Regions from separate parts of the Zea mays genome. Here region 1 is linked to region 2. A link is a contact called in public Hi-C data. All regions are on one chromosome and are shown on one strand. Each heading gives the region's core, a stretch centred on a gene start, on an enhancer-like site or on the middle of the called end of the contact. The rest is flanking DNA. Distances are from core to core; before and after follow the strand shown. Region 1 holds the start of LOC100281070 (hydroquinone glucosyltransferase). Region 2 holds the start of LOC103652724 (indolin-2-one monooxygenase-like).

Region 1 (3,744 bases), core at 291-2,790, 270 kb before region 2:
GACGCGAGGATGGGCGGCAGCGACGTTCGCGGTAGGGGCGAGTGGGGCGGGGATGGTGAACTTGACGGGCGGCATGTGGGGGCGCGCGGCGCCGCCGCGTCAGTCTCCTCCTGGCGGGGGCGCATGGTAGCAGTCGTGGCAACTATGGAGGGGGGCACCGACGATGCGCGGGGATCGATGTGGGGCGCCGACGACGAACGGACGCGGCAGATGTGGATCCTCATCGGATGCGCCGATGGAAGGGGGTCGATGCAGAGCGTGGATGGGGGCACGGCGCGTGGATGGAAGGGCGGGCGACGACGACGAGGGGGAGAGGATCACGGGGCGAGGCATAGGCGAGGGTACGGCGGGGGCTGGCCGAGATTGGCGGTCGTGGCCAGCGCGGGATCCGCGGCGGGGGCGAGATCCGGGGCGGGGGCGATGGGGGGACGGTGCCTGTGCGGTCGTGGGGGGAGGGGCACGGCAGGGGCTGGCGGGCTGCTTCCTTCCGCGCGCGTGGGAGGGTGCGGGGGCAGGCGGGGGCAACCAGGTGTGGACGCTGACGGTACTATCTTAATAGAGTAGTATAGATATAGAGATACCTAGTTGGGCTGAGAACTTTATTGTTTTTAGGATTAAAATAATTCTAGAAAAGTCCAAAATTACCATTTAAGATACAAAAAATACCTGAAGAAATGAAAATCCCGAGGAAACATCTACGAGTCATTTTGGAACATAAGAAACCAAATTAAAATATTTGGAGTTCATGAAATGACATTTAAGTGTATCTAAGAAAAGAATATACTCATACAAAAAAATGGGAAAAGCTACAGAAAAAGGTGAAAAAATCACGAAACTTTTTTAAGGATAGGTTGATGTAGAATGGGCATAAATGTGTTATTTGGAGGTCAAGGAAAGTATTTTGGGTAATTTTAAAGAAAATATTTTGTATTTTTTTTTGGATGTGACATATTGTTCAAATAGGGGTTGAGTTCCTATATAACGATTACAAGGAAAGGAAAAAAATAATAACCAAGGTAGAAATGAGGGGCAAAGGTACAAAGAAGAAAAGAATCTAAGTATAAAATAACCAGCTTCATGGGCCGCTGTCATTAGGATGTGTCCAACAAATCGTGTATATGGCCGTGTAAAATATTGTTTTATATTGTATATATCAATATTTATATAATGAAGTTTAAAATAGAGATACGACAGATGAGCTTATAAAGAAGGAAGCCAACTAAGCAAGAAGCCAGCCTAGTCATACAGAAATGAAAAGGAAATAAGAAAGAGAAACTGGCCCAGTAGCGCACGTGCGGAGAAACTTGCTAGGGGAAAAATATTGGCCCAGTAAGTAGCGCTACTGGGCACCCATAAACCCGTCATCCAAATCCATGGCTGCTCAGTGCAGACCAGCCCAGATCTCCCTTTGGCGCCCGAGATCACGCACACGGCATTATTGCCGGACACACAACCGGGAGTCGGGACCACTCGCCCCGGCCGGATGCCGGAGCTCAGACGACTACGTGTATAAACTCCGGCTACACGTCCCGGCACGGCGGCACCACAGGCTGATAAGCGGCAGTGGGAAAATACCGCACCGCACGCACCAATGGAGAACGCCAACGCCTCCTCTTGCCGCAACGGCGACGGCACCCAGACGCCACCGCCGCACGTGGCGATGCTTGCGACGCCCGGGATGGGCCACCTGATCCCGCTGGCGGAGCTGGCGAAGCGCCTGGCCCAGCGCCACGGCGTCACGTCCACGCTCATCACGTTCGCGTCCACGGCGTCCGCCACGCAGCGCGCGTTCCTCGCCTCGATGCCGCCCGCCGTCGCGTCCATGGCGCTGCCGCCGGTGGACATGTCCGACCTCCCGCGCGACGCCGCCATCGAGACGCTCATGTCCGAAGAGTGCGTGCGCGCCGTGCCGGCGCTCACCGAGGCGCTCCTGAGCCTCAAGCAGCGGCCCACCACGACCGGCCGTCTCGTGGCGTTCGTCACCGACCTCTTCGGCGCGGACGCGTTCGACGCGGCGCGCGCGGCGGGGGTCCAGCGGAGGTACCTCTTCTTCCCGACCAATCTAACCGCGCTCACGCTGATGCTCCACCTGCCGGAGCTCGACGCCTCGATCCCCGGCGAGTTCCGGGACCTCGCCGAGCCGCTCCGCCTGCCCGGGTGCGTGCCGCTGCCGGGCACCGAGACCATGAAGCCGCTGCAGGACAAGTCCAACCCCAGCTACAGATGGATGGTGCACCACGGCGCCAAGTTCCGCGAGGCAACCGCCATCCTCGTCAACTCCTTCGACGCCGTCGAGCCGGGGCCCGCCGAGGTCCTGCGCCAGCCGGAGCCCGGGCGACCGCCGGTGCGCACCATCGGCCCGCTCGTGCGCGCAGAGGACGGTGGAGGCAGCAAGGACGACGCGCCGTGCCCGTGCGTGGAGTGGCTGGACCGGCAGCCGGCCAAGTCGGTCATCTTCGTGTCCTTCGGCTCCGGCGGCACGCTGCCCGCCGAGGAGATGCGGGAGCTCGCACTAGGGCTGGAGCTCAGCGGGCAGCGGTTCCTGTGGGTAGTGCGGAGCCCCAGCGAGGGCGGCGTCGGCAACGACAACTACTACGACTCGGCGAGCAAGAAGGACCCCTTCTCCTACCTGCCCCAAGGGTTCCTGGAGCGGACCAAGGACGTCGGCCTCGTGGTGCCGTCGTGGGCGCCGCAGCCCAAGGTGCTGGCGCACCAGTCCACCGGCGGCTTCCTCACGCACTGCGGCTGGAACTCGACGCTGGAGAGCCTGGTGCACGGCGTGCCCATGCTGGCGTGGCCGCTGTTCGCCGACCAGAGGCAGAACGCGGTGCTGCTGTGCGACGGGGTAGGGGCCGCGCTACGAGTGCCCGGGGCCAAGGGGAGGGAAGACATCGCCGCGGTGGTGCGGGAGCTGATGACCGCGGAGGGCAAGGGCGCCGCGGTGCGGGCCAAGGTGGAGGAGCTGCAGAAGGCCGCGGCCGAGGGCCTTCGCGACGGCGGCGCCACCGCGGCCGCACTGGCGGAGGTGGTCAAGGAGTGGACGAGTGCAGACGACAGCGTCTACTAATCCTACACTACTACGCTAAACGCGAATAGCCTAGTTAATTATTCAAAGCATTTATTATGTCCATTTTGCTATTATTGCGGGTGCAGTTATTATAATAAAGTGCTCGTGTCAGAGTATATAAGGGCATGTACAAGTACAACTCACAGCACTTGCTCGGTTTTCAAAGTAAGAGATGGTTAAAAACTTGCATCATACAATCCTAAACCACTAAAACAATTAATACAGTTAAGAAACAATACGACGGGCTAGCTCTTCGCGAAGAGACCCCTTAATTAATGGGATTGTACATACGCTAAGACATATCTTGATTTTTTCACTTAACTTTTTAAATACCACTCAAGAGATCCCTTAATTAATGGGGTTGTACATGCGCTAAGACATAACTAATTTTTATACTAGTTACGTAATATAAGTGCTCTCTAGACCATGAGTACATCGATACAGTAGTATAGACATAATTAAATATATTTTTAAATCTTTAAACCAAAGATACATAGTTATGCGCGCCTTATACAGTGGGATGGATGAAGTATAGGACTATTTAAAATCATGTCCTTAATAGGGCTATATTTAAAAGAGTAAAAATCAGAAAAGTCATAGAACTAAGTGTTAGATTCTATGGTGCATAGCATCGATTCCTAAGCCTCTAGAATAACAATCTGTAACTAGAAATCCTC
Region 2 (3,682 bases), core at 746-3,245:
CATGTTGCCTTCGTCATCGATTTCTGTTAAATCTATGCCTTCTGTGTATGTGCATGGCACATAGTCTCCAGGGGCTTGTGAAGGTTGGCCGTAGTTGTAGTTCTCCATTCTTCGGCTGTCATGGCAATTTATAGAAGAATTGTAATTGAAGGAAGCAAGACAAAATAAATATAATACCAAATGACTGGATACATTATAACACATAGTCTGAACAACACACATGAAACAGTTTTACAATACCAGATGAACCATAATTTATTACAGTCACCAAACCCTACAACACCGAACAAAGGGTTCTCGTCAACCTTAACAAACTTGTGCATACCAGTACTACAACCCTAGAGTGAAACCTACGATACTCATATCGTGTTGTTTAGGACTAAACATCAACAACCCATTGACTGGTCGCTATCATACTCAATTCCAAAATATTTTTCCAATATGTCGGCTTGAGTAAGGAGATCTGGGCTTGGGAGTTCCTCCAAATCATCTGTAGCTTCATCATCTTCAGCATTTTGCAGGGCTTCATCTTGAATAATTTTAGCCCTCTTGGAGTCAGCATACTTTTTGATGGACAGAGCACACTTCTCAAGTATGTCGCATACAACTCCAATTTGAAACAAAGTGGTCTTAAGTGTGTACACTGATTCCGGTTCACTAGTATCCACAACCCCATCAGTCACTAGACTGCGAATGATGTTGACATGTGTCTCGATGACTCGAACTAAGCTCTCAACCATGTCAAGTGGCTCTTTTTCCATCTCTGAAACTGAAAATGACCAAGGAGATATGGTCAGTTTCTGTTCGACGATGGAAGTATTGACAGCCTAGGATATTGACTACGCGTCCATGAACAAAATATGCATGATAGCCTAGGATATTGAGTGGGGTCACTACAACTCATATAACCTCGTTTGTGCAAAATGCGGCAAAAAATGTGGGTACATGGACAAATCAATTGAACAACGAAAAGCACAACATGACCAGACCTGCCACAAATTAGAACCGCTAGCATCTACATACCCTAGAACCAATATTCACGCAACATAACCCTAGAACCACACAGATCGAAACCGTCGTTCAGGTTCTATGCCCAATATTCGTAGACCACAACTCATAGAACCACACAGATCGAACAAATGAAGCAACTAAAACCTAATAGAAACCACAACGGAGTTCAGATCTGGACGGCGTACCGAGGGCTCGAAGGGCCAATCGCCGACGAGAAGCAAGCACTACCCGAAGACGTCGACCGCCACCGCTTCCCTCTCAGCTGCTCCAGCTCGTTTGCAAAAGCGACGGTTGAAGTGCGGGGAAGAGAGAGAGGACGCGAGAAAAGGGAGTGAGCACCGGCGCCGCATGTTCTCCGCGCCCGGATATGGAGCCCCCTGACCGCGTGAACAGTGGCCTCGGCCTCGTATTTTATGGAAGCGTGTTCGTATGCAGGGCATTGCTGGAGTTGGTCTAATAGTATATATATACACACCACACGGGCCCTGGACAAGTTTTTGTCCATTCCGTTCCGTAGGATCCCACGAGGTGAAGAGCGTTTTTCTTTACTTTAATTAATTTCAGAAATTCTAGTTAGATTGTTGCTGTGTATGGTGAAAGAGACCGTATCTTGTGCGCAAGGAGCGCTGGTGCTCCCATGAGCAAAATCAATCCAGACCACACCCTCCACATCCAACGGTGCTGCGTCAGGGGGTTTTATAAAATGTTCTTTGCAACTCTGTACATTTTACAAAAACCCCCCTACGCAGCACCGTTGGATGTGGAGGATGTGGTCTGGATTGATTTTGCTCATGGGAGCAGCAGGGCTCCTTGCTCATAAGATACGGTGTCATGGTGAAAGAGGTTGTCCAGGTTTTTGCGTTTCTCTTGTACTGCTCCTAATCTTTTATTTATTTGTTTCTGGCAGCGTAGCATCCACGTATTATCATATCCTTTTATATATCTATGAAAATAAATGTAGACTCTACTATACAGTCGACTCTGTCTGAAGCCGGTAGCTGGACTAGCTGCTGGAGTGTGGAGGAAGACTAGGGAGGCTGCCTTCATATAGCGGCTAGTTGGAGCCCAACGCTCGCCATTGCAAGCCTTCCCGGTTACTTGTTCACTAACAAGGTCGGGACGGCATGGCCCTTGGAGCTGCGTACCATCACTACCTGCAGCTCGCCGGCGACCATGGCACCGCCACACACGCACTGCTCCTCGGCGTACTTATCTTCCTCGTCATCCGCCTAGTATCCGCAAGGCGAACCGGCACAACCTCAGCCAACAAACGTAAGCAGCAACAGCGGCTTCCGCTCCCGCCTTCGCCCCCGGGCAAGCTGCCCATCATCGGCCACCTCCACCTCATCGGCGCCGAGACCCACATCTCGATCCGGGACCTGGACGCCAAGCACGGGCGCAACGGCCTGCTGCTCCTCCGCATCGGCGCCGTGCCCACCCTGTTCGTGTCCTCGCCCAGCGCCGCCGACGCCGTCCTGCGCACCCAGGACCACATCTTCGCGTCGCGGCCGCCGTCCATGGCCGCCGAGATCATCCGCTACGGGCCCTCGGACGTCGCGTTCGTGCCCTACGGCGAGTACTGGCGGCAGGGCAGGAAACTCCTCACCACGCACATGCTCAGCACCAAGAAGGTGCAGTCCTTCCGCCATGGCCGACAGGAAGAGGCAAGGACGACGACGAACACGCAGATCCAACTCTCTCTCTCTCTCTCTCACACACACACGCACCTGCACGTACATTTTTCCTCCGTTTATCTATGCAATAGAACAGAATATACTGACGTTCACTGCAGGTGCGGCTCGTCATGGACAAGATCCGCGCGGCTGCCACCGCCGCGCCGCCGGCGGCGGTGGACCTGAGCGATCTCCTGTCCGGGTACACCAACGACGTGGTGTGCCGCGCGGTGCTGGGCGCGTCGCACCGGAACCAAGGCCGGAACAGGCTGTTCAGCGAGCTGACAGAGATCAACGTGTCCCTCCTCGGCGGGTTCAACCTCGAGGACTACTTCCCCCCGAATATGGCCATGGCGGACGTGCTCCTCCGGCTGGTGTCCGTCAAGGCCCGGCGGCTCAACCAGAGGTGGAACGACGTGTTCGACGAGCTCATCCAGGAACACGTGCAGAGCAGGCCCTCCGGCGAGAGCGAGGAGAGCGAGGCGGACTTCATACACGTTCTGCTCTCCATACAGCAAGAGTACGGCCTCACTACGGACAATCTCAAGGCCATCTTGGTGGTAAGTCCAGCTACTGTTTTTACTGCTTTACCGATTACCGTTTTACCATATCAAGCTACAGTGATTATTATTCCCCTGTTTATATACTAATAATATATGATACTAACTTAGTAGATCGATCATCTGATATGTGTCATTAACAGGACATGTTCGAGGCAGGTATAGAGACATCTTACCTGACGCTAGAGTACGGCATGGCCGAGCTCATCAACAACAGGCACGTCATGGAGAAGCTACAGACGGAGGTGAGGACGACGATGCGCTCGCCGGACGGCAAGAAGCTGGACATGCTAGCGGAGGAGGACCTCGGCAGCATGCCCTACCTCAAGGCGACCATCAAGGAGACGCTGCGCCTGCACCCGCCGGCGCCGTTCCTCCTCCCGCACTACTCCACCGCCGACTCCGAGATCGACGGCTACTTCGTCCCAGCCGGGACGC

What was found. A called contact is a pair of places that touch in the nucleus more often than the background predicts.
Region 1: a Hi-C map of root tip shows a contact between it and region 2, with 5 times the contacts expected there. The contact joins the promoter of LOC100281070 here to the promoter of LOC103652724 in region 2. A contact is called at or near these places in 5 of 25 Hi-C or Micro-C datasets (bundle sheath, ear, root tip and 1 more).

What each region holds. Positions count from the first base shown.
Region 1 is chr4:4,116,284-4,120,027 of Zm-B73-REFERENCE-NAM-5.0, reverse strand. It overlaps LOC100281070 (hydroquinone glucosyltransferase), which reads left to right and starts at 1,540. Exons shown (of 1, transcript NM_001153989.3): 1 at 1,540-3,183. The coding sequence starts at 1,592. The coding sequence ends at 3,067.
Region 2 is chr4:3,850,660-3,854,341 of Zm-B73-REFERENCE-NAM-5.0, reverse strand. It overlaps LOC103652724 (indolin-2-one monooxygenase-like), which reads left to right and starts at 1,995. Exons shown (of 3, transcript NM_001301533.2): 1 at 1,995-2,675; 2 at 2,804-3,244; 3 at 3,388-3,682. The coding sequence starts at 2,136. LOC109945987 (glutathione S-transferase T3-like) reads right to left here and starts at 402. Exons shown (of 2, transcript XM_020552418.1): 1 at 1-402. The coding sequence starts at 222.